Regions from separate parts of the Hordeum vulgare genome. Here all the other regions are linked to region 1. Evidence: chromatin contacts called from public Hi-C data. All regions are on one chromosome and are shown on one strand. Each heading gives the region's core, a stretch centred on a gene start, on an enhancer-like site or on the middle of the called end of the contact. The rest is flanking DNA. Distances are from core to core; before and after follow the strand shown.

Region 1 (4,352 bases), core at 589-3,088:
AAAAGGATACGGGCGAGTGACCATGTTTCTTGCATCTAGTGCGATTTAGGGAATCCTCGCTGAAGGTTTGGGTGCCGCGAGTTGTGCCGACAAAGGTGCACAAAAAACAATAGCCTGGTGTTTAGGGTTTTTTCACGGTCCTCTTTTCATTTTTGCTTTCTTGTCTTACTTTTGTTTATACCTTGGAAAATATGTATAAATGTTGAATGTTGACCAAGCATATGAAAATGTCGAATGTGTATAGAGAAAATGTTCATCAGGTAAATGAAAAATGTATAAAAATGTAAAATATGTATGATACAATTTGATCATGTATATATGAAACAATTAATCAAGCATTTTAAAAAAGATGAAGAAACTATGGAAAAAGGGTAAGCAAGCATTAAAAAATGTTAAATGTGTATAAAACAATTCTGACCATGTATTAAAAAATGATGAGAAAACTGAGATCATGTATATAAAAGTATCAATCAAGCATTTGAAAAAAGGTTGAACAAGTATTTAAAAAATGGTAAATGTGTATAAAAGAAATGTTGAATATGTATTGAAAATATAATGCAATTTTTATCATAATTTTTATAAAGTAGTAATCAAGCATTTGAAAAAAGGTTTAAAGAATATTTGAAAAAATAATAATTAATCATTTAAGAAATGTTATTTATGTTTAGAAAATGTTAATCATGTGTTAAATTTTTTAATAATGCATATCAATATATTAATCGAGAACTTCAAAAATGTTAAATGTGCTCGCAAAAATGTTAAATATTTATTATAAATACTAATCTTGTACTTGGATAATCTTAATGAAGCATTTGACATTTTTTCAAAGGGTGTATAGAAAATGTACTGACTCTATATTCAAACATTGTTAATCTTGTATATGAAAATGTTAATAAATCATTTCGAAATATGTGTAAAAATGTTGACCATATTTAAACAAATATTAAATGTGTGTCAAAATAAAATGTTGTTAACGCACATGAGAACTGGAGAATAGAACCAGAAGAAAACAAAAAAAATTAACGGAAAAACAAAATTAAAAACAAATGTAAAAAAGAATTTAAAAAATTTAAAAACAAAGAAAATTAATGAAATTCAAGAAAGAAAGAAATAAAACCGAAGAAGGAAAGAGAAGCAAAAAAATCAATTTAAACCTACAGAAGCAAAAAAAAACAAATCACTAGAAACCGGGAAAGAAAGGAAGAAAACCGTGGAAGATGCTAAGAAAACAGAAAATAAATAAAAAGCAGTGAAAAAGCAAAGAGAATGAAAAACACATGGAACGAACCAACCCACCGGGTGGGCGGGCGAAGATCAAGGGGGAAAAACGAGATATAACTGGGCTAGCCCCGTCGCTACAACGCAAGGCAAAAAGCTTCACTCTACATTGTCGTATATGTCAAAATAAAGTGATCAGCATTTTCGGTATACACGTTCAACATTGTTCAAGCACTTATTCAACATTTTACGAAAACCTATTTAACATTTTCTAGTACTTATTCAACATTGTTAAAACACTTGTTCAACAATTTTTCAAATACAAGTTCAACATTTGTTTTCAAATGATGATTATTTTTTTATATACATGATCAATATTGTTTCAAATACCTATTCAATAGTATGCAAATACTTGCTCAAAAATTTCAAATAATTTTTCAACCTTTTCGAAATGTTTTAATAGAATAATTTTAGAGTCCGTACATTTGGAATATTTGAAATTCTAAACAAAGGTAGATAAACAGAAAATATTAAAAAAACGAAAACATGAGGTTATGACCTGCCGTGCTGGTGGTCGGGACATCTAGGTCCTTCCTCCAGCGATTACTCGCGTCATTTCCTATTTCGCGCCACCGGCAGCAGTTAACGTACATTATTATTAACTCGCATCTGTGGTGCTCTAACTGGACTGGTCCATGCAAGCGCTTGTGACATTTAAAAAAAACTTCTATAAACTTATTTGAATATCGACGAACTGTTTTTAAATTTCAAGAAACACTTTTGAAGATTGATGAACTGTTTTTAATATTGAAGAACATTTTTTAAATTTGATGAACATCTTTTGAAAATGGATGGACTTTGAAAACAATTATCAACTTTTTTACAATTCAACGAAGTTAGAAAAAAATGCATGAACTTATCTTAAATTTTTATGAACATTTTGAAATTTATTGAACTTTTTAAATATTGATTGAACTTTTCCGAAGTTGGATGAACTTTTTTTCATTTTCAATGAAATCTTTTTTCAACTTGATGACCTTTTCTCAAAATTGACCTTTGTTCAAGAAAATCAAATTTAAAATAGCCCCACATACTAGCAGCGCTGCAGGCGCTGGATCATTAACGGGCGCCCACACTAGAGTTGTGTCCAGTTTTTTTTTCTTTTTAATTTTCTTTGTTACGAAAACAATATAAAATCAAAATGATTTACAGATTACAATAAAGATTTTTTCATTTGATTTTTTTTTTCATATCTTTAAAAAAGGTACAATAATTTTGAGAAAAGTTAGTCACGTGGAAACTAATTTCACTGAAAATTTAAAACTAGTCAATGTATTTTTTTAAAAGATCACTGATCTAAAAAAAAGGTTCATAAACATTTAAAAGGTTCATCCATTTTCAGAATAATGTTCATCAAATTTCCAAAAAAGTTCATCAATATTCAAAAAAGTTCATCAATCTGAAAAAACATTCGTTGAAATTAAAAAAAATCATCTTATTCAAAAAAATTCATACAATTTTCGAAGAAAAAAGTCACAAACACCTATATGGCCCGGTGCAATTCGAATGCCACAGACGCCAATTAACAATTATACACGTTAACTTGCGCCTGTGATGCCAAATAGGAAATGCGTCCTAGCTGACGCTCGTTAGTGTCAAGCAGACAAAGGTTTCGATCAGATGCATGATCTCAACGGGCCGGCCCATTTGTTGGCGAGCAGATATATGATGAACAATTTTCCATATACACTGAACATTTTGTTTTGTGATATACGTTGAACATTTTTAGAATGTACATTGAACTTTTTATAATATAAGGTGAGCATTTTCCTAAAATACAATAAACAATTTTTAGTATGTCGTAAACTTTACATATAACACACATGAAAAACAGAAAAGTTACATGAAATAAAAAAACGAACGGAAAAGTAGACAAAAAATAATCAGAACAAATCTACTGAAAATCGCACAAAACATGTAACTGAAAGAAAAACTCCACAAAAGAAAAACTAAAAAAACGCAGAGAACAACGAAGGAAGCAGCAGCGAACCGAAAAGCAGGCGAATCCTATTCGTGGGCTGGCTCAAGCGGAGGTCGCCTCAGCAAAGGCACGACTTCTTGACGCTAGCAAGCATCAAATAGGATCAGCCATTGGGACTCCCCCAAACTATTTTTTTGGGGTTTCATTTTTTTTTGCGGGAAATAAAAGAAAATGAAAAGCCAAAGAAATAGTTGGGGGAGTATAGATCCTATTTTTTGGGGTTTTCATTTTCAAGTAGACTGATCTCAGGGTAGACACATTACAAATATTCGGGCCAATAAAATAAGACCGACGGCTCTAGTTATCGCCCGAAGGATCAAAAAATTGGGTATGCCTATGTCTTGTTGCAAGCTACACAGTAAGTCGTCTCCCTGAAGGCACCCACCATATTGGGCTTGTCCAGTACACACACAAGCCGGCAACACTTCTTGAATGTGATATTCCTTTGCATTCGTTTTTTTACTTACTTTTCAATTTCTGCTTATATTTCGAAATGTTCTGAGTATGTGTATTATAAAAATCATCTTGTATTTGAAAAAGTTAGTCATGCTGTAGAAAAATGTTACGTGTCAATAGAAAAAATATTTTAGACTTATACAAAGACTGCAATAGTAGATACTCCAATTCACGATTTATTTTAAAATGTTAATCACACATTAGAAAATGTTTCTATATACAAAATGTTCCCATCATAAATAAAATGTATTAAAAATGAACAATGCATATGAAAAACTAGAAGTAGAATACTATTATAATTTTCACTTTATATATTTTTATTCGCCCATTCAATATATATATTAAACATGTATAGAAAAAAATGTTTCTAATAAATACAAAATTGCACTACCTCCGACCCATAATATAAGACGTCTTTTAACACTCAAGTATATATAAAAAATATTACATGCTTTCATTGTTCGTGGACAATGTTAATGATGAATAAAAAAAATAAAAAATGTATAGTCAAAATTGTTTTCCATGTATGCAAAAAAATGTATTAAAAAATGTACAATGCATATAAAAATAGTAGAAATAAAAAATATTACTATGTCCAGTCAATAAAAAAGGTCACATGTTTCAAGTAACCCCATTT
Region 2 (4,352 bases), core at 700-3,199, 510 kb before region 1:
CAAGAAGGCCGAAATCATCGTCGAGCTGTACGTGAGCTGAACGCGGAGCTGAGCTCTCCGTCTCTCTTCCTGGATCAAGAACAGGCGGCCACGCATGGGCCGGCCCAAATAGGTGTGCTGCATCGTTTTCCAATGCCCAGAGCGTAATATAGGAGGTGCCTACATGGGCCGGCCGAGTGCGATGATTTTCCTGTTTGAAACATTTTCTATGACTTATAAGTGGCAATTGTGGGTAATTTTTATCAACTTTATGGGCAATGTTAATGACGAGCGATAGAAACACTAATTACTTTATTAGTAGGTAAAGATAAGGAGCAATTCCTCATAACCTGGTCATGTGGATACCTCTTAATATGCACGCTGAGTGTTGGGAAAAGATTGCAGTGCGCACCCCCTATCTCCCACACGCAACATGGGCCGACCGAAGTATAAATTTTGTATTTCCTAAAATTTTGAGATTTTGAAAATATCTTCACAAATGCAATAAATATTGAATATTTTATAACAAATTAAGAATTCAAAAAATGGTCCAAAATTCAAAAAAAATCGAGCAATTTCAAATTTGATAAAAAACTATGTATTTTGATGAACGAAATTTGATTTTTTGTAACATCATTTTTTTTGCCGAAAAGAATTAAAAGTCCATGAATATTATTACGAAATTGACAAAAATATTTTGAATCCAAGAATAATTTTTCCTTATTTAAAAAGGGGGTATTCAAAAAAAGTTTAAAATTGATTCATAAAATTATGCACAAGATTCAAAACATTTGGCACATTCGGGAAAAGGATCTCAATTCTAAAAGACTGAACATTTTCTAAATATTTATGAACAAATTTGGATTTTGAAAGAACATTTTAAATTTTGACAAACATTTTACATTTGTCATGAGCAAATTTAAATTCAATGTATGTTTTTGAATTCGATGCACATATTTCGGAATAGAAATATATTAGATTTCGATAGTCATTTTGAAATGCATTAAACATTTTTTTAAACTCGTGAACCTTTTTTGAATTGGACATATTTTGGTTTCAACGTACATATGTTGAATTTCAACAAAAGATCACTGTTGTCAAAAAACTGTTTCCGGATTTCAGAAAATGTTAATCAATTTTGAAATAAAAAATGGAAAAGAATTGATAAAAGATAAGAAAAATGATAATGGAAACAGAAAATAAAACTGAAAACTAAAGTATAAGGAAAAAATAAAAGGAGAAAAAGACCAACAAAATGGAACGGCTACTTGGACCGGTTCAAACCTATGCAGCATGGAGCGGGGGTTGCGTGAGCGGTCTCTAATTAGCGACCCGCGCGCCAAATAAGATTTGTCAGTCATGTGGGCGAAAGATAGAAAGTGTGGGCCCATCTGCCACCTACAGTAAATCCGCAGCAACTATATCTTGCGTGAGGCGCGTTTGAAGGGAAAAACCTATTTAGCTTCACAGGCGCCGGCTAAAGGCAAAAATTGCTAACCGGCACATGCAGCGCTTCGAAATGGGCCGGCCCATGAAGAAATTTTTCATGAACTTATTTTAGCCCGTTAAATTTTTTGAAAATTGATATTTGTTTTTTGAAAATTCGCGAACATTTGTGAAAATCGATGAACATAATTTAAAATTCATGATCTTTTTTAGAAATCGGTGAACTATTATTTAAAAATGATGGACGTTTTTCAAAATCAGTGAACTGTTTTAAAAAAATGATAAACTTTTTTCAAAATCGAAGATTTATTTTTTGAATGCAGTGAACTTTTTTAAAATCTATGAACGTATTTTTAAAAAGTAGGTGAATGTCTTCATAATAATTGAACTTTTTTTGCATATCTAAACTTTTTTAAATTCTATGAACTTTTTCAAAATAAATTAACGACCAATGCTTTTACATGGGCCGGCCCATAAAAATGGGCGCTGCAGAATCTGTTTTCCCTAACAGGCGCTGAAAGCGCCGAATAGGAGGTCCCCGATTGAAGGATCACACACTGAATACTCTACACTAATCGTGTCGGCCCATTCGCGCTCACACATAGTAAAAGAAAAAACGCGAAGAGTTGGATCAAATCACTAATTAAGGAATAACCTTTCAAAGACACTTTCACCTTCTCAGGTTGTGACAGTGGCACACTGTATGAGTGTCACTTGTCATAGCCTGAGAATTTTTATTTTTTTATAGATTTGTATTTTTAAAATGTTTATCTCCTAAATTGTGCGTTCAAATCTCGAATCGTTTTCATCGGCGTCGAGATTTTTCAAACTAGATTTCATGTTGATAGGTTTTAACGAATCTTTTTTTCATGCAAAAAAACGGATAAAAAAAACAGTGGCTCTCGTGATAGGAAAAAACAGAAAATACATTTTTTGTGTTTTTTCCTTTCCGAGAGGCATGACCGTGTCTCTTACGAAGGTAAAATCATGCCACTTGCGGAAACAAAATCGTCCCTCTCACTAAAAAGCGTTTTTTTTTCTTTTTTCGAGTGGTACGTACGTGTCACTCACGAAGAAAAAACCGTGCCTTTTATGAAAAAACGCGTCTTTTTCGGCACGGCCGTGCCTCTCGCGAAGGCAAAATCATCCCTCCTACGAAAGCAAAACGGTGCCTCTCGTGGAAGCAAAACCGTACATCTCGCAAAAGAAAAAGAAACACGTTTTTTTCGTTTTCGAGAGGCACGGTCGTGGAAGCAATACCGTGCCTCTAGCAAAAAAAAATGTTTTTTCATGCAAAAAAAATTAAAAAAAATCTTCAAAAAGCTAAGAAAGACCAGTGAATACCGAAATATAAAAAATTCAAAAAAAGCAATCTCAAAGACAGAAAATGCGTGCGAAAAAACAAAAAATTGAAATTAAAAAAGACCTCAGAGCGTGACACGTAACGGCGACTAAAAACGCGCCAAACGACGACGCGAAAGGCTGCTTGCGGCGAGGTTTCCGAAAAAATGTTCGCTAACTAATGCCTTCCTTTGTCGAAATCATTGTCTCCTGGGTTACAGAACCCGTGTGACAACCAGAGAAGGCATTGGTTCGTGATAGAGTAGCAGGATGATGGAACTTAACTTCTAATCAGTCGTGTTTTCTTTCGTTTGTTTTTTCTCTGTTTTCGTTGGTTAGTTTTTACTTTTCTTTCTTTTTTCTTTGGTTTACGTTATTTCTCTCGGTTGTCACTTGTTTTTTTTCTTTAGTTCTTTTTCTCGTTTCTCATCGGTTTCTATGCTCTTTTTTTTGTTTCTTCTGTTTTTTGATTGGTTTTCTTATTTCTTGTATTTTGTTTTTCATTTTTCTCTCCTTATTTATCATTAGATTTTCCTTCTACATTTTCAGATATGTCAACAACAATTTTCTAATACACGTTTAAAAAATTCAATACAATTTTTTATATTTTTTGAATACATGGTCAAATGCTTGATTCATAGTTTTCAAATACAAGGTTAACTTTTTTATAAATATATGGTTAACATTTTTCCTATACACGTTTTAGAAAATTTCAAATTCTTGATTAAATTTTTTCATATACATGATTAAATTTTTTGTAACACATGACCATCATCTTTTCTAATGGAGTAGCACGCGCATGCGGGCAAGGCTGCGGTGCAGTATGTGGGGCAACGGGGGTACCTTTTAGCCATTGTTCCCGAACGGGCACGCCGAGTCTGCATTCGGACGGCGTTGGGAGGAGCAGGCAGGTGGCTACGCGACATTAGGGGAGCAAAGGTGTGGATGTGGTGAACGGAGGTGGCATGAGCACGACGCTTGGGCGACGGTAGCGGGGTTCCGGTTTCCAGAGAACGCCGACTACATCCCACGCACTAGCTTGTCGTGTGGTCACCGCGTGCACCGACGTGTGCATGGTGACTCAACATGGCCGACCATGTCCAGCGTGTAGTCCGTCCCAAGTAGGACCTCTCTAAAGAGATGGCTCGAAGAAAGTAACTTTGGATTGATGGGATGCATGAGATAAAGTTTTCTATAGCAAACTTGGGCAAGCAGTTGTGGTCAAACGACTTGATCAACAAGAAAATAACAATTTTAGAGAGGTTTAGGGAAGGAAGGACTATAGTCCTGTGAAATTTGAAAGGATTTGGACCAATATTTATCATAGTTGATTTGCAACTGCAAATCTGGTCCAGAAAAGGGAATTGTATGGTGCACTCACATGAAATTTTGGATAGGGCTAACATTTGGCATAGGATGGTTATTTAGACATAAGAATGCACTATAAAAATTTCATGCCATTTGGACATGCCAAAATGGTATTTCCTTCACAGAGGTGTTCTGTGGAAAGAAACTTCAGAAAATTTTGGAGAGAGATTGGCTTGATTAAATAATCCCAAATTTGCGAGCGGGAATTTATTTCGGTA
Region 3 (4,352 bases), core at 612-3,111, 350 kb before region 1:
ACGGTAGGTGGACTTTCAATTCAGATGCCATCAACAAAGTGCTAGTGATTTCCTTCTCGCTTTGAAGAGAGAAAAAGAAGTCCCACGGCCAAACCATAATAAAGCTCCGGATCGCGACGTTCAACTTTGCTGATTCAGGGCAATAAACCCAGCTTAGCTGATTGATTAGGACTTATTTTGCAGATTCGGGGCAGGCATTAAGCCTGGATTACACGCTGTAGGCGAGGAGGACCAGAGCGGGGGCAGCACATACAGGGCAAGTACAGGGCTGGCGTGGTGCTACTGCTATCCAAGTTTTTTTTTTTGAGGGGTACTGCTATCCAAGGTGGAAGAGGGCCATGGGCACCCAGATCTGCGCCTTTGTTCGTTTGTGCGCGTCCAGCTAGGCTGGACGTCTGCGGCCGGAAATACGAAAAAAAAAAGGTGGTGCAGGCCCGCCTTGTGGGTGTGGGCCTGGATCCGTGGAATATTGTGCAGCTCTGACCCACGCAGTCTTTTCTGTACCTTAGCGCAGGCACGCGGTCGTGGGGTGACGAAACGGAAAGGGACAATCGCCACCGTCCAGGCGCCGGCGACAGGATATCTGACGGGGTCGTGAATCACGATGACCTTTTCTAGGTCAGGAGCAGCAGCGCGCCAGCCGCCGCCGCCGCCGACGACATGCTGAAAGGAGCGGCCTAACTTTCTTTTTTTTTCCCTCTTCTTTCTTATGATAATATCCCAACGACATGGGCACGAGAAGCATATGGCTGAGGCTCCGCCTGCCGTGTTTCGCTGGACAAACGGATTTTTGTGTGTGCGTGTGTGTGTGTTTGCGATAACGGCTTGCCTCTTTGAAAACTGAAAGCTTGCGTGTTGTCAAAGGCCAATTAGTTTTGTTACGGCCTAATCAGTAATCACAGCTTTGTGATTCTGTTTCAAGTGATTGTGGATGGAAAGTGGTTCTCTCATCCTTGATCAAATCAAAAAGAAGAAACACATGGTGCTACAAATTTAGCGCGCCGGGGGTGAAGGGGAGGCAAAGGTAGGTAGCAGCTTTTCCAACGAAACTAACGGGAGCTGCCAAAAGCATGGCAGATTTTACGAATCTAAAATGAGTGCTAGCGGCGAAGGTGCAGGGATCAGGGCCCAAAAGGCGTACCGGAATATCTGGACACCGTCCGCACCAAAATCCTGCAGATCTGGTGGCAAGATGCAAACAGAGCCCGAGTTTGTAAATGTCAACGCTAACCAGAGGCGATCGATTGCCGTGGTGCCCGTCAGCAACCAGGAAAAGGGGTTGCGCTTTTGGATTTGGTACGCCGCTTCCCGATCTCCGCCTCGTTCGTTCGTTCGTTCCAATACTGCTCGCTGTTGCCTCCGGTGAAACCGTGCATGGGACACGCGCATTTCGCTGGGAATTCGGTCGGGGGTAGGTGCGGCGTCTAGCGGAGCAACGGATTGACGGACCGGTGGCAGGAATCAGGTGCGGCGGCAAAGGGGGGAGAAAACAGCAACCTGTCTGTCGAGCTCCTCTCACGGCGGCGCCGGCGGAGGCTCTACGAGGGGATACGGGACGCACGCGGCATGGCGCCCTGCCTGCTCGCCATTCCCGGCGGCTTAAAACGCCCGGAGAACCAAGCAGATTCCGCGCGAATCCGCACCGAAGAAAATGAATCTACTACCAATTGAGCCAGACAAGCGATGGATTCGGACGAATGGCGATACCTGGTAGGGGTGGTGGTGGTCGAGGCGGCGGATCGGGCGGACGGACACCACGCGAGCGAGCGAGCGCGCGCGCGCACCCTCACCGGCGCGTCTGCTCCTCTTGTGGACGGGACGAACGAGTGGTTTGTGCGGGGGGGAGGAGCAGGCCGCCTCCGAGTCCACCGGTGGGGGATGCTATTTAAAAGCGCCCCGTCCCCTCACGCGCGCCCACTGGCGTGCGGGTCCCGGGAGCCAGATGGGGCGCACTGACCCAAGAAATCTGGCCCCGTACACGTGTCGCGGTTTGTATCGCTCGTCTGAGGGGGCCGTGACCCGGATCTCGCATGGCGGGCCGTCGGCCGTCCGTTCGGGCCATCCGACGGTCCGGAGCCTGCCACCAGAATGGCGTGGGATTCACCACTAGATATAGTGCCAATTTTGTCCGTCAGCTGAGGCCTCCCCTGTACAGAAATACAGCAAACAGACCCCGTATGAAATATGCTTCCTTCGTTTTTTAAAATATAGGTTTTTTTATAAATTTTATTATAGACTACGTACGAAATAACATGAATAAATCTACACTCTATGAATGTCTATATACAAATCTTTAAAAAACTTATACTCCGACGAATGAAGTACATGTAAAGATTACAAAAACCATTGTTTTTGAATATTACGAAACATGTGATAATAATTATTAGTGGATGAAAAGGACCAAACACATGAAAATTTTGGTGAAAATATAATTATTAATTCATGGTAGAAACTTTCCTGCAAAACAATTATGGTATATATGTATGTTTATATCATGTTGTTGTAATTTAGTATAGAGTAGTATATAGAAGGGTGTAAACGAACTTAAATCATTATTATTATATCTAACTTGACAATTAGCCCTTTACTTACCGAGTTAGACACTTATCTTTGTGCGTGTGTATGTGTGTGTGTACATTTTCATAAAAGAAAGTTACATATATACATGCATTATTTATTCACATGTTTTTAATCTTGTTGAAATGAATTATCGCTCAATTACAATATCATATGATTCCTTGGGTTGGGAATGGCATGTTCAAGATGATAAATATATGTCGTTTGCATAAGAAATATTGCAAGGGCTTTTCTGTAGGCGGATTATTCTTTCTCATATCTATGCAACATACGGTACCCATATGTCAAGGCAACAAAAAATTATGTTGTTTTGAATGATTTGCATAGTTTATAGATTTGAAGGTAAAGTTTGAAGGTAAAGTGGGAAATATTGCCATCTGCGACCACTTCAAAATGCCATCAACAGCCAACCCCCTCCAAGGGAACGTTTGTGAGTTAGTATTTCCGTAAATAATAGGATCATGATATCATGCTATCATGTACTCCCTGTTTTCACAAATTTAAGATGTTTAGGGATAATCTCAACGGCGCCCATTTTTTTCTAAAAAGACATTTCACTCCTCGATTTCAAATTTCATCCCAACGTGATCCTCGCCGCACCCAATGTCTTCAATTCTAGGATGTCAATGTGCTCACGAGACATTGCTCCTCGCCAAGCGTGCCGACGTGCCTCGGCGCTCATCAGCGAGTATGTCGCTGCGCCCAGCGCTCATTGGTCAGCGCATAGTCGAGCTAGGTGCTCTGTCGAGCACGAGTCACCAAGCGCTCGTCATCGCGCTCACTAGGCGCTCATTGTTGCCGAGCACCAGACGCTCCTCGTTGCAAGTTGTAGCAACATTTTCCGGCAGCAATTTCCGTGAACCGGCAGTAGCAACATTTGGTGTGTGCATCACCAGCTCATATGCATCCACTACATCGACATCTCCGCTGCATCCTCTACATCATCGTCTCCTTTACAAATTTAGCCGTGAATTAGTCCCAACAACCGCTATTTATGCTTCTCCTCATCATCAGGAGCAGCAGCATGGTGCTCCTAGACCTGCATAACACTCCATCTGAAGAAGAATCACCCGGAGGAGAAGAGAATGGCGATATAGAAGAACCAAAAAGATGTACTATCTGTTTACTCCACGTAGTTTAAGTACCCCATGAATCTGTAAGTTAAAGTACTCTATGAATTAGCAAGGGTAAAGTGAAGTTTTATAATATATTGGGATTAAATCCTCGAGGAATCCATTGAGAGGATCGATATGGTCGACTGGAAGGGCAGTTGAATAGGCGGCTAACAATATTTTTAACTTCTTTTGCACAATATGCTCAACAAAATAAGAGATTGAGTAGATACGCAACTAGGTGGACAACCTATATGACAAGCACAACAAAACGAGGTAATAAAAAGCACAAAGTAAAAGTGAAATAATCGCATGTGGAGTCGATGGAGACGAGGATGTGTTTTTTAAGTTCCCTCTTTTGGGAGGAGGGTATGTCTCTGTTGGAGGGGTGTGTAGACATAATGCTCCCCGAGGATCCCAAAGACTCACCCTTTTCTTCTCGCGCCCTCACACAATGCAAGGTTTCGTGGATCCACAGGTCATGCCATTGAATGCGACAATCGGGACATTTCAAAATAAGGATGTGGATCTCTACATAATTTAATTGGAGGCTCCCAACACTATCATGAAGCTTCACCGCAATGGAATGCAGCTCTGAAGTGACCTCAAACATCTAGGGTTCCCAAACACCCAAGAGTAACAAGATTTGCAAGGAGTCAAACA

The links. Hi-C and Micro-C count contacts between places; a contact is called where the count stands out from the background.
Region 2: a contact with region 1 is called in a Hi-C map of leaf, with 4 times the contacts expected there. The contact joins two enhancer-like sites. A contact is called at or near these places in 3 of 6 Hi-C or Micro-C datasets (leaf and seedling).
Region 3: a Hi-C map of leaf shows a contact between it and region 1, with 4 times the contacts expected there. The contact joins the promoter of LOC123405501 here to the enhancer-like site in region 1. A contact is called at or near these places in 3 of 6 Hi-C or Micro-C datasets (leaf and seedling) and 1 of 1 datasets of contacts at active chromatin or transcription factors (embryo).

What each region holds. Positions count from the first base shown.
Region 1 is chr6H:474,929,262-474,933,613 of MorexV3_pseudomolecules_assembly, reverse strand. No RefSeq gene overlaps it. Among protein-coding and RNA genes, the nearest start is that of LOC123405501, 350 kb to the left of the region's middle. Within about 2 kb of position 1,838, at least 2 of the 3 cell types and tissues checked have open chromatin away from gene starts, as enhancers often do. A contact at or near this core is called in leaf, where this site is marked.
Region 2 is chr6H:475,440,463-475,444,814 of MorexV3_pseudomolecules_assembly, reverse strand. No RefSeq gene overlaps it. Among protein-coding and RNA genes, the nearest start is that of LOC123405964, 73 kb to the left of the region's middle. Within about 2 kb of position 1,949, at least 2 of the 3 cell types and tissues checked have open chromatin away from gene starts, as enhancers often do. A contact at or near this core is called in leaf, where this site is marked.
Region 3 is chr6H:475,280,074-475,284,425 of MorexV3_pseudomolecules_assembly, reverse strand. LOC123405501 (fatty acid desaturase DES2) reads right to left here and starts at 1,861. Exons shown (of 2, transcript XM_045099164.1): 1 at 1,708-1,861.